Regions from separate parts of the Bombyx mori genome. Here region 1 is linked to region 2. The links are chromatin contacts, called in public Hi-C maps. All regions are on one chromosome and are shown on one strand. Each heading gives the region's core, a stretch centred on a gene start, on an enhancer-like site or on the middle of the called end of the contact. The rest is flanking DNA. Distances are from core to core; before and after follow the strand shown.

Region 1 (2,700 bases), core at 178-2,677, 39 kb before region 2:
GTGTTTCCCAAGCGCTATGACATATCCTTCTTCAAACGATGCTTGTGGAAAGTACTTAACGGTAGGCAGCGGCTTGGCTCTACCCTTGGCATTGCTGAAGTCCATGGGCGACGGTAACCACTCACCATCAGGTGGGCCGTAAGCACGTATGCCGAAAACTGCAAAAAAAAAGATACCGCGTGTCTATAGTTGGACGACGGTATTCACTTTCTCGTGTGGAAGAATCTGCAGCGTATGAAACAAATCCATTTCTCGCTGATAACAGCTGGTTAGAAAAAATAGACACGATAATTTACTTCATAAGAAATACGTCCAATTTTTCGTATATTTACTTACGGTTACATCATAGGAAAAAATGCAGAACTTGCTTTGAAATCAATCACACGATCTCATTACAATCATAAATCACTGAAATTTCCTAAGCTCTGACAAAAATCATAGTTTAGTTTTATAAAAAACACACTGCCTTGTTTTCACCTTCGATGATTTTCAACGTTAGTACTTAACTTACAAACAAAAAAATCCATAAAATCTTACCTCCAAAACATTGTTCAATATCGTGCCTTCTCTGAGATAATTACTGCCATTCCTGTCTACGGGTGTAGGGTTCACAGTCGTCATCAGATAACACAAGAAACAAAATAAAGCTATGACTAGAACTGAATATATCACAACAAACAGCAGACGCTTTATCATTGAAAAACGAATTCTTTCGAGCGTGCCCTGAAATACGTGAAATGTGTTAAAGATATTGGTAGGGTATTTGGCAATTTTGATTTAAATCAAAAATTTCTGCTTTGCTTGTGTATTTATAGTGGTTTTTGTTGCAATCTTCTCATGTCAATTTTTCTGACAATTAAGCTACTGTCATTCTAACGGTGTGCGTAGCGAATAAATATTAACTATGAATGATGAATGATTTTTCCATTGATAATAGATGAGGAATTTATATCAATATTAATTTTAGACTTTAGCTTTCTAATAGCTACAAAATATAATATAAACAAATCTATATATATAAAGGAATTGCTGTTCGTTAGTCTCGTTAAAAGTCGAGAACGGCTGGACCGTTAAAAGTTGGTTATAAAAGGTAGATAAATATGAAAATGCTCGGAATTAAATAAAAATAACCATTTTGATTTTCATTTGATGTGTCCCCCGTCGGACGCATTCCTTTTGTTCGTTTTAAGTTTATTTGGTAAAAAAGTTTAGGTCTGTTATTTATCGATTGAGGCAATACGAAGTCTGCCGGGTCAGCTAGTAGAATAATAAAATCTCTTTGTTGAGTATAAAAACCATGTTTATAACGCCTTCAGCCTTATGATTATCAAAAAGAATTTATCTAGCTTTTATTTAACCACGCCTTCGGAAACTTTTTTCCCATTTAAAGTAGATTCTAGAACTATCTATGACAATAGTCTGACCGGATACTTATGACATGAGAAGCTTTTTATAATACTTACTAGATGAGTACCTACTACTTTTATGAAGATACGGCAATACGAGTCAGGCCTTCTCACGACTTCCAAATTTAAGTTAACTTTAACGCTATCGAGAACGTTAAAAAACTCGCACTAAGCACACAGGTAAGTCGCGAGCGAATGGAAGACTAAAACAAGAATATTTTAATGAAGAGATCCTCTCGCCTTCTCAAATTCTTACAATAAATCTGACATATGAATGGCTTTGACAGGAATTGTGTGAAAGATTTCCGATATCAAATTTTCACTGAAAATAACTCCGTACAATGTTCCATTATTTAATTGGTTTTTAGTTGTTATTTGGATTTTTTTGAAGGGAAGCTAACGAGGTAAAGTGTTTTTTTTATTTCTAATTCTTGCTCCCTTGTCTATGATTAGATGTTAATAATTTATTTTATTTGTGAAGTGCATTGGTTTGGTAATGAGACTGATTGATTTAAAAGCTGCTGTTTTTAGGAACAATTTCGAATATACTGCAAAATGCAAGCGGGTACAGTATGCGCCTGTCCAAACTTTAGACTTACAAACACTTCAAGAAATGTAGTATATTTTAGCTTTTCTAAGTTGTGTTTCTATAATTTATCCCTTTATGATCCTGAAATGACCTTGTTCACATATATCCGTTTCTCCTGAATATTAATTGAATCTAAATTGAAGCAGTTCCAAGTAAATCTCTATATAGCAATAGAATTGATCGGTTTCAGATTCTTTAGAATTTTGAATGGGATTCCCCTCGCTGTTATTTCTGAGAAATGTGTCCACTAGTCTTTCTTCGAACAAGATTTTAGAATATCTTTATAGGAAGGCTTATACAATGATTGAACCGGCGAAAACTTACATCAGGCGACTTGCATGCAGAGAATGCTTCACGCAGCAATAGAATCAATACTCTTACGAAAGATTGAAAACACAGCAAATTATATTGTTGACTGAAATGACACGGGCTATTCGATGATAGTGTTTGAAAAACTTGTTTACAAAACTCATAATTTAAAAAAAAAACTTCACTTTTAAGACGCTATATAAAAATTCAGTAAATAAATACTCGAAATTGCGGCAACTTAAAAATTCAATGACAAAATAAAACATTTTTCTTTGATTAAGCATCGTCTTGGTATCGTGAAGGTCATGAACCTTTCATATAGGCGATTGCACAAAGAATATTATTTTCATAATATAACACAGCTGGTATCAATTTAATAGATATATCACAATTCAT
Region 2 (2,700 bases), core at 104-2,603:
ACTACTACACTCTTACTACTATGCCAGAAAACTTAAGACATCACTAACAACAAAGTCAAATTACGTTAAACAGTCGCATTGTCGTTTGGGCTTGCTTGGCCTGAAAACAAAAAATCAATTCGCTAAAATACTTATTCAATGTTAATAATTAGAGAAATGAATAGTTAATTGGCGCCAAAATTAAAGTGAATCCAGATAACGGATGCGATGATCTCTTGACCCAGTTGGGAGGGTCGTCGACCGCGTGACGTCACACCACCCTTCCCCTGACACAATCCCGCCCGTCACGTAACTCCTGGGGGTGTGTCCCTTCCCTTTCGGGGTCACATGCCAGCCACACTCCGAGGCGAATGGTCGTGCTTTACGAAAAAAATAACCGTGTTTTTTCCCCAGTTTTTGTGAGTTCGGGAATGACGATCGTCGGTGAGAAAAATTCTTTTCGTTTAGATCAAATTAATTTTTCATGTAATTTATTCTTGTATATAACTTTATTTGTGCTCATTTGGTATAGAACACACTTATTGCAATATTGTCATTTCATTTTTAAATTGTAACGATGCTTGTAACCGTGGCATTCTTTGAAAGTAAAATGTACAAAATTATTACATACGAATAAAATACGCAAACAAAATTTCAAAACAATAAAACATGTTTTCCTTTGTCGGTTATATAACATTACCATGAAATGACCTTCGGCATACCCTACTACACAAATTATTTACGCGCGGGTACTTTACATAAGTCAGACATTTTCATGTCTTTGCATGTTTTTTTTTCATTCTGTTCCTACATTTTCGTGGCACGACCTCATCAAATATCTATCATCGTAATGCGAAGGTACATAAGTTTCCGCGGTACATCGTTTTGTTTTTTGAATAATTCATTAACTACGTTCAGCATTCTAATTATAAAGGCCTTATTGTTTGTTTTTTTATTATTAGATTCATTCATATTCTTGTAAATGTAATTTTATTACTCGTAATAATTTAGTCTTCAGATATTCATGAGAGATTTTCGTTAACATAATATTATCGAGATTTGGCGCGCAACATACCTACATAATTTCACTATCATTTACCCAGAAACCATTTGTTTCACGAATTATTTTGCTGATGTTTTTTTTATAATAATAGCATAAATAAAGAAATAAAGCCTAAATTTAAAATAGTGGACTAATTATATTTTTAAAATCTTTGTTTATATAGTACAAATTATGTTTGTTTCATTCATTCTGTCGGTGCATTATTATTCATCGTTATTGACGAATTGAAAATGCAAATATCCATGCAGATAACAAAACACAGGCATTATTCATTCAAGCCATTGAATAAAGAGACAAAGACTGATTGTTCAGGTCTCAACGTTCAGTAAAAAATTACGTATTCCTCAATGGATTCGTCTTCCTTCTCTAAACGCACAGGCTAGAGAGAGACGGCTTCATTGCACTTGCTGACGTCACGGGATTCAGGAAACCGTGCCCCAGTTACCTCACTGTGTCAAACTCGATTGCTTTTCGATTTCACTACGTCAATAAATTGTCAGCCTTAACACCGAGCAATAAAGATCGATTCACTCTTCTCGCTGGCTTTTAAATTCCTACAAAACTTGTTTCCCTAGTTCTTACTATGGTGGGTAAGTAGGTCAATTGTGTTCATGAATGAACGAACTAAGGAACGATTTTGAATGCTCAATTAAAATAATGAATGGTTCGAAATTACGTTCGATTTTGGTATTTAATTATGGAAATTGGCCGGTTGTTACGTGCAAAATGGGTCAAAATCTGATACGGAATATAATTTACCCCTATTACTAATTGTAGAATCACTGTGGTGAACTCCTTTCTCCGTTTTTCGCTCTTTATCACACACACAGAAGAAAACACATATTAGTTCTACATCCATTTTAAAACATTTAAAAGCGCTGTCCAAAAGTCAAATAAATACCAAAAGCCCTGGATCATTTATACACTAGCATAGAAGAATGTCTTTGGAATGTTGTAACAACAAAAGGAAATTGTCATTATCGTTTTAAAGTATCGAGTAAAATTTAAGAATTGTCTCTATGATCGATTGAATAGAGAATAAAGTTCGAAATAGCTCGATTTATCGTGCCGTGGCCTTTGGTTTGGCAATGGTTTAAATATAGTGTACAACAGATAATACGGTCTGATCGTAACCACAAAGAATTATATATTTAGGCGGCAAGAATCATGGAACTTTAGTACAAATTATTATATATAGAATAAGAGTAAATCTGAACCATCATTCCCGCAAATCAGTCTCAGAGGCCCCGCCGAGCTGACAGGCGCTCGAGCCCTTTACACTCTTAACAATGATAATAACAATAATAACGAAAGATTAACTAAATCCTAATCCATACTTTATGTTCCTTACACTTTTCTTTTTTTTATTGCCCCTGTAGGCAGACGAGCATACGGCGCACCGGATGGTGAGTGGTTACCGTTGCCCATGGACTTCAGGAATGCCAGGGGCAGAGCCGAGCCGCTGCCTACCGCTTAACCACAAGCCTCGTTTTTTGGACTAAAACTTGAATCATTTTAAAAACAAATAATCTTTAAACAGTTTACGCAGGGTTTTAGAGTCCTAATCCGCGGTTCTGATTGTTCTAAACGACACTCTTCGTAAACAAAACCCCACAGACCACGTCCGCCCACCATCTGACATATTATTCATTCCCTGC

What was found. A called contact is a pair of places that touch in the nucleus more often than the background predicts.
Region 1: a contact with region 2 is called in a Hi-C map of midgut, with 1.8 times the contacts expected there. The contact joins the promoter of LOC101738783 here to the enhancer-like site in region 2. A contact is called at or near these places in 3 of 7 Hi-C or Micro-C datasets (midgut, posterior silk gland and whole pupa).

What each region holds. Positions count from the first base shown.
Region 1 is chr9:1,596,536-1,599,235 of ASM3026992v2, reverse strand. It overlaps LOC101738783 (protein GDAP2 homolog), which reads left to right and starts at 1,427. Exons shown (of 12, transcript XM_062670001.1): 1 at 1,427-1,586. LOC119628888 reads right to left here and starts at 858. Exons shown (of 2, transcript XM_038012936.2): 1 at 538-858. The coding sequence starts at 696.
Region 2 is chr9:1,557,019-1,559,718 of ASM3026992v2, reverse strand. The region is part of intron 2 of LOC101738783 (protein GDAP2 homolog); the gene reads left to right. Among protein-coding and RNA genes, the nearest start is that of LOC101738783, 39 kb to the left of the region's middle. Within about 2 kb of position 1,353, at least 7 of the 8 cell types and tissues checked have open chromatin away from gene starts, as enhancers often do.